2 separate regions of the Gossypium hirsutum genome follow, and region 2 is linked to region 1. The links are chromatin contacts, called in public Hi-C maps. All regions are on one chromosome and are shown on one strand. The core of a region is the stretch at or near the end of the contact, and the rest is flanking DNA. Distances in the headings are between cores, read along the strand shown.

Region 1 (4,106 bases), core at 1,069-3,568:
GGTTTGTGAATGGGAGAAGTAGTCAAATAGATGTAAGGGGACAGCATTTTCATTTGTTGCCATTTGGGAGTGGGAGAAGATCATGCCCTGGAACTTCAATGGCGTTGCAAGTTGTTCAAACGAGTCTTGCTGTTATGATTCAATGCTTTGATTGGAAGGTTGATGGAAGTGTTGATATGGAAGAAGGACCTGGACTTACACTTCCACGAGCTCATCCCCTCATTTGTGCCCCTATTCTTAGGCTAAATCCATTTCCATCCTGTTGATCTGAAACTATTAGGTGGTGTTTTTCTGGCACAAACACAGTAATACAAAATTGTAATGTATGTGGCTTTTCGATATATCAGATTGGGTTTGCTTTCTTATTAATTCCAGTTGGATCCCTAGTAAATTAGAATATAAATTGTTGAATATAACATAAATTTTCAACATAGAAAATAACATTATTGGAAGGAACAATTATAAATTATGAACTTTGAAAATTAAAAAAAAAATTAACTATAAAACAAATATGAAAGATAAACCCTTCAACTTATACAAAGATATTAGGGCCTAAAATCTTTAAAACGTATCAATATCTGTATTAAGGACTTTTTTGTTAAAAGATAATGTAAATTACCATATCCTAACAATGATACTAATACTAATTAAATTAAGACTCAATCAGCAAATGCAATCCAACTTCTAATTAAAAGCTTCCATGATATCTTTACTTCTTTTATAATCAATGATAAGGCAATTTGTTGCCAAGTGTTGTTCTCTCATTGGTCAACATAGCCTTCTTCAAATTGTGCTGCAAAGGAGTTAACCCTTTATAAGGCTTTCGTTTTGGGCCATGAGATTTTAAAAGACTCGATTGAGTCAACTTTTAATCAAGAGATTGATGTTAGGTGTATAGCTGTCTATGAGCTGGATTGGGCCAGAGTCTATTTAAAAAGTGAGAAAGTTTAGGTAAAAATATATGCCCGAAAAATAGGTTTGGGAAAAAAGGTAATACTTGTTTAGAAAACAAGCTTGGCTTCTGGTAAATTTTTTTTACTTGATCCTAGCTCGACCTGAACATGAAAACTATTTTTTTATTATTTTCTTGCTATTTTCTAGTTATTTTTTCACTATTTTGCTACAATTTCATAATTATGTTGCTACTATTTTATTGTTATTATTTAGATATTGTATTACTTTTGTTTAATTATTAATTTTGTTACTATTCTTCACATTTGCTTGTTAAGTTACATTTATCTTAGTATTATTTAATACACATATTTTTTAATTTATTTTTAATTTGTTGGAAAACATTTATTTTAATATTTTTAAGATGTTTGATGTATTATATTTTTAAATATTATATAAAAAATAATTCAGTCGGGCTCGAGTTTTAATATTTTTATCCAAGCCGAAATTAGACAAAATTTTAGGCCCATTTTCAGGCCAAGCCCGAGCCTAAAATTTTATTGGGTCCAACTCATAGACACCTCTAAATGGGTGATTATTATTCAATGATAATATTATTATATAAATATAAGTCCCTAACCCTAATTTCATATAAACTTTAATAAAGTTATAATGTCTAAGGTTGAGATAAACAATTCACCTATATACACTAAAAACAAAATTCTATGATAGTGATTTTCATCCAAATAAATAAAAAATAATCATATTTTAAAAGTTGCTTAAGATATATCAAGGAATAAAAAATAAATTAAAAAAATAACAGTTGGGTCCTTGTATTAAGATAATTGATTACAATATAATCATCAACATCTAATCCTCAACCAACTTTTTTAATTTTCTATTAAATTATTTTATTCAAAATTATTTACTAAGAAAATAATAAATAAACATAATTACAACCTTATCCACTGTGTTCCATGCTGGCCCCTACAATTATGGGGAATACAGTGGGGACCCTCACCCACTCACCACCAAATACTACACAGACGTGAAATTGAGACTATAAAACAGCAAATCGGCAATGACCCGTGGCAAATAGATGTTCAATGACGTGGCACGTAGGACCCAATCCTTAATACCACCCACAGATTAGAGCGGCGGTATGGTTTGCTTTAGCTTGGTTCCTAATATTTGTTTGGTTTAAATTTTCTATTAGTCCCTCTACTTTTATATAATTTGATATTTAGTCTCTATACTATAAAAGTTAATGATTCATTTTTTTTAAATTTAAAAATATTAATCCAATCATTATCATAAACTTAACATTCCATAAAGATTTTAATGATTGGATTGAGATTTTAAAATCAATTTTAACCTTTCAAGTCCATGGATTAAATCTCAAATTTCGTTAAAAGAACAGAGACTAATAATATATTTTAACCTATTTGCTTCCGAAAACAATTCGAAAGCTCCATCCTTTCCTCATAATCCGCCCTTTTTCTATCTTTTTGGGTCTCACTTCATTATCTCAAATCTTTTCTCTTTTTCTTATTAATTGCTTACCCTGAATACTATACAGCTCTTGAAAAAAAAAATTCTCTTGCAATGTTATTGCTTCATTGATTTTAGAGGGGAAGGTATGGTTTTATTCAACAGATCTAATTGTATTGTGCTTTTCTCCACATTCTAATCAATGTTCTTTTTATGAAAAAAACTAATCTTGTTATTGAGTTCTGATTACTGGGTTGTTGATACTGAAGCGGAATCAATAAAAAGATACAAATTTCCTCTCTTTTAAGCAATTTTGAAATCTGGTTTTCTTCAAAAAGAGAAAAACAATATGGTTACAGTTAATATAGGGATGCTTCATTACATTCTAGACCATGTATATGGTGCATTTGTGCATAGAACAAAGATTAGCCCACCGTTCTTCTCAAGAGGGTGGGGTGGAACAAAGCTTGAGCTTCTGGAGAGATTGATAAGCCAGTTGTTCCCTGAAGTTGAAGGCCAAAACTGGCCTCCAAGCTTGATTCAACCCATTTGGAGAACTGTTTGGGAGACCCAAAATGCTTGTTTGAGAGAAGGTGTGTTTAGGACCCCTTGTGATGAGCAGTTGCTTAGTGCATTGCCTCCTGAAAGTCATAATGCGAGGGTTGCTTTCCTTGTCCCAAAAGATGTGCCACCTCAAAAGATGGCATGTGTGGTTCACCTAGCAGGTATCTTTGTGTGCACTTTTGGATTGCTTTTGTTGATTAATTAACTTGGTTTACAATAATTTGGTCTTCTCATTGTTTGAGTGTAGTTTAGTTTATTAGTGATTCACTTTTTAAGTTGGTGAATCTTAGTTGTTTGTTTATGTTTATCTTCCTGAATAGTGCAAATTGATTGTTTATATTCTTGGTTTGAGCTTAGAATGATCATCTTCTAGATAGTAGTAATGAATATCTAGGCTGCTTTATTTCTGATGTAGATTTTGACTGAAGCCTACATGCTATGCCCAATGTTCAAAATCTAAAATCTTAAAGAAGAGAAGAGAATGCTTATAAGCAGTGGATGGTATAGCACAAATCTGTTTGAAGATTACATCAACACCCTGAAATGCCTCTGTGGATATTGAACTGAATACAGTTTATTGTGGTTGTTTCAACTTTCAACTTTTGAGGCCTATTATTTTCTACTGGGTCCTACTCTCAAATAAGAAAACATAGACATATTCATTAGATTTCATGTTCTCGTGCTGCTGTTTTGTTTACTCGTGTGTCAAACCTTTGTATTTTTTGCTATACCTATATCATTTGTTACCTGTTATTTCCTAGATTATTCATTCCAAGTATTTCAGCTTAGATGTATACTACAATCTTGCAAGTATTGCTTCACATTTAAAATGATTTTGGGTTGTGAATTTGATATTTAAAACTCATCTTCATTGATATAAAATGTAACCTCTTTGACAGGCACAGGAGACCATACATTTGAACGGAGATTGCGTCTTGGTGGACCATTATTGAAACAAAACATTGCAACTATGGTGCTTGAGAGGTCAGAGTCCTTTCTGTATTATCAACTACTTTTTGAAGCTGAGCTTTTCTTCTTGTACTTGTGCTTTTAGGCTTTCTAATTAATATAACTGTTTTTATAGCCCTTTCTATGGTCAAAGGCGTCCTATGCTGCAGCGTGGTGCAAAACTCTTGTGTGTCAGTGATTTGCTTTTATTA
Region 2 (4,106 bases), core at 707-3,206, 150 kb before region 1:
CCCCTTGACGAAGAAAAGGCACCAGAAACTGACTCAGAGCTGCTTTCACTTGTTAAAAAGATATAGTGAAATGTTAAGGGATGACTTAAGATTATACTTTGAACAATTAAACCAATTCTCCATGGACTATCACATTAAGTCCCCGTGTATTTGGGCAGGCATTTGACATATAAAAGACATTTTCTTTTGTCATCCCTCTTCTACATAACCCATAGAGGACAGATACACAGCTTGAAGTAGAAGCAAGCAATTACTCTACATCAATGAAATGGGACCCCATAAAGACATTTAATCCAACAAGCACTAGACATGTCTACTGAGCACTTCATGGTAACATCCAGCTAGCATTCCCACATCGACAATCGTCAGAGGCTAAAATTGTCATTTTACTATAACTATACACATCACATACATAATTCAAAATCCAAAAACATAAATTCAAAAGATTTGATTAGAACTAGAAAATCTAGCTTTCAATATTACTAACTTCACCAAAACAGCAACGAAATTGCGCTCGAAAAGACAAACTTAACCTCAAAAGGGACTTCTAACAAACCCTCCCCCACAATGGAAAACCAGCTAAAATATTAAAGCAACTTGAGCTACAAAAGGTCAATTACTTTTGAGTGCAAAAGGTGACAAGGAAAAAACCGTTACTAAAGAAAAGTAATCTAAAGATGTAACCTCACTTTCTATACCCCATTAAGATAGATATTCTTAATATAATCACAAAATCAAAATAAAATCATTAATTAACTAATTAATCCAACAGAACTGACCTTATTGCATCCAGGTACCAACTCCTGTAGTAGCTTCATTCGTGCATTAATCTTCTCTCTTCTTGCCTGTATTAATCACCAAAATTATTAGCTTAATAAGAAAAAAAAATGCTAATAAGCAAAACTAATTAAGGAGTCAATTATGGAAATTCGTAAATTACCCTCTCTGCTAAGCTATGGCTATCGGTTGCTTGTCCCCGGCGAGCTCTAACATGAACGTAAGGCAGTTTCTCGGCATCCTCTAAGCTCTCATTTGTTGCAGGTTTGCTTTTCTTTGTTGACCCTTTAACCTGAAAATACTCGGAGAACAAATTAATCAAAATTTTACCAAAAATGGAAAACCCCAGAAACCCTTGATCAAAATTTTCCTTTTTTTTTTGTTTTCTACCTTCTTTTCTCGATCTTTCCGCTTGATATTCCGGTTTTCCACCGTTGGATCAGAAACCAACGGCAGGGATGACGCGGTTTCCGCCGGCTCACTCTTTACCGCCTTCTCAAGATTCGCGCTTGAATTTTTCGACGTCATTTCAGGCGAGTTGCTCTTATCATTCTTGTTGTTACCTTCTCCAGAAAACACAGAGAACCTTGCATCTTTTTGAATCAAACCAGTATTAGAAGGAAAATGGAAGCTGCCTTTGAAATCTTCAACGTTCGGAGCCGAAGCAACTATGAGCTTCACCGACTCGGGAGAGTGAAGAAGCTCAACGACTTGTGTAGCTGGTAGTTCAAGTAGAGCCGTGAAGGAACTAGCATTATCAGTTGCCGGAGCCGAAATCAAACGGTGGATTTCGTCGGTAAATTGGAGCGACTCGAGTGCCGCAACTTCTCCCCCATCCGACACCGTTACATTAGATCTGGTCTCCGTCGCCCCTGCGTTTGACTCCATGTGAAAGACGAAAAAAGAACTACCCAATGTTGAAAGAAAAATAATACCCAGCTCAATTTCTTGAACATAAAGTGTACCCACTTGGTTAGTTGAACCCAATTTTGAGTCTTGAGAGCTTTGAAAAGAATAGTCAAAGAAAGCTTTGATTAGTTTCTTCAATGGCGGTAAGGCGAAGCTAAAAAAAATGAGTTTAAATGTCTTCTGCGAGAGAGTTTGTTGCTCTGCAAAAGAGGTTACTTCTCAGCTATTTTAAATATAGGTAAAGCAACGTTGCAGGGCCGTTTTGGTTTATTAATAATGTTAATAAAAAGCAATTTTTAAAATAGACTAAATTATAAAAAAAACTATTTTTTCAAAAAATTTATAGAAATATGTCAATTTTTTAAAAATTTACGAAAATTTGCCGATCTTAATAAAACGCTTTCAGTGCAATGGAAACCCAAAAAAAATGTTTTAAAAATTACTTAAAAAAAAAGAAAATGAGACTTTAGCTTTTTATATGTATATATATATCACAATTTAAGAAAACAATCAAATATTATCTAGAAACAAGTTCCAAACCTGCAATACATACACATATCTCATATCCATCATTGGTTAAAAAAATAAGAGAAATGAGATTTTAAGTCTATATAAAAGTTTATTTTTGTAAATTATATTTTTGCATTAATAGGTCACACAAAAAATTTAAAAAAAATTGGTGATGCCACTTTTAGTATTGGAAACATTTCTAATTGAATTTTTTTTACCAAAACTAGTCTATTTCTGTAATTTTTTTAAAAATGATTTTTTTGGTAATTTAGTCTCTAAAATAAAGTACATTTATTCATTTTTGTTTATATTTTGATGAAATTATTTAAAAGTTTTCATTTCAACTATTGGGTTGTATGACTTTTTTTATTAACACATCAATCGAAAACTCTTATTTCACTTTTTTTCTATATTTCAATTTTTGTTTAAGGAACAACTTTGAACGGCATCAATTTGTACACTAAAATTCAAACAACTTTCTTCTCTGATCTCCAACACTGACCATCAGACTGACTTGTATCTAAAATATTTTCTACTTATCGATGAGTATTGATTCGCAATACCAATTGTCAACTCGCTAGCTGATCTTTAAAAAAAATTCACAGCTTGGTGACTTAATAAAAACTTTTAAATAATTTAATGCTTTAAATAAAATTTTTTGAATACTTCAGTGAGTATTTTATAACTTGGTATAAGTATAGATATTATTTTTATTATATAAACTTTTTTAGAAAATTATATTTTATTTAACTTTAAGTTAGAGTAATTTTAAATTTCAATTATTTTAATTAAATTATGATTAAACATATTCTTTAATTTTTTTATAATTAAATTCAGTTGAATTTGATTTCTTATTTTTTTATTTTTTTATTCAAAGGTAAATTAAAATTCTACTGTTCCAACAGTAAAATTGATTGAGGGTGAGTTTGGATGGGCGGTGCGTTTAGCTGCGGTTAGTGTAAAAACAGCGGTGGCGGTGAGATTAGATACTGTAGCGATACTGTAGCGTGAGACAAAAAGTAAGCTAAACGCACCTCACCGCAGTCAATCGCCCATCCAAACGAAGCCTGAATTTAAGAGAAAAAGAGTTTGTTGCGGTACGGGGATGGTCCCATCAGTTTATTTATTTATTTATTTTTCATAAATTGTTATTATTTATTTTCTTATAAAATACTAACAAAAATAAAGAATTAATTTCGCAATACTTCCCTAAACTATAACCTCCATTTTAAATTTGTCTCTAAAATTTAAAATATTCTAATTACATCCTAAACTATCAAGGTTATATCAACAAGATCCTTCCATTACTAAAATCATTAAATTTTGTTGAAAGGAAAATTCATTGATTCATTTCATGTATGGGACCATACAATTTGAGAAAAAACAATAAATACGTAAAGGATAAACTTCATCAACATACCAAAACCTTCAGCCTTGGCATCAAATGAATATTATGACACGTTGATAATTGACTTTGTTACAACTGAAGCATGACATGTTTAGAGTGATTACAAGCACTTAATACGATAAGAAAATCAACCCTGGATGATCTAAAGCGGCAGGCAAAAAATTGACTAATAATACTCTAAAATGACGTGTTTTTATATATTAATCATGTGTTTATTTTGAGCTTGAGCCTACTAATTTGAGCTATTTATGTCTTTTTATCTTTTAGGGACTAAATTGGAGGCGAAAAGTAAATTCAAGGGAAAAAGCGTCAATTTAGAGATTAAATGGGCCAATATGCAACGTGGGACAAATATGGTGCCAAAAGTGCGAACATGGAAGGCACAAGGACTTAAAAGCAAATAGAAGAGATTTTATTTTGGAAGACTCTATTTTATTTTATTTTATTTATATTAGGATAATTAATATTAAGATAAATATTAGGATTATTTAATTTTAGGATT

Evidence for each region. Hi-C and Micro-C count contacts between places; a contact is called where the count stands out from the background.
Region 2: a Hi-C map of leaf shows a contact between it and region 1, with 2.4 times the contacts expected there. The contact joins the promoter of LOC107922319 here to the promoter of LOC107922423 in region 1. A contact is called at or near these places in 2 of 34 Hi-C or Micro-C datasets (both in leaf).

Annotation. Positions count from the first base shown.
Region 1 is chrA01:114,498,175-114,502,280 of Gossypium_hirsutum_v2.1, reverse strand. LOC107922423 (protein ABHD18) reads left to right here and starts at 2,318. Exons shown (of 5, transcript XM_016852455.2): 1 at 2,318-3,107; 2 at 3,846-3,930; 3 at 4,031-4,106. The coding sequence starts at 2,732. LOC107921447 (cytochrome P450 93A3) reads left to right here. Exons shown (of 2, transcript XM_016851295.2): 2 at 1-369. The coding sequence ends at 266.
Region 2 is chrA01:114,643,119-114,647,224 of Gossypium_hirsutum_v2.1, reverse strand. It overlaps LOC107922319 (transcription factor bHLH48), which reads right to left and starts at 1,956. Exons shown (of 7, transcript XM_016852305.2): 1 at 1,168-1,956; 2 at 941-1,069; 3 at 780-845. The coding sequence starts at 1,665.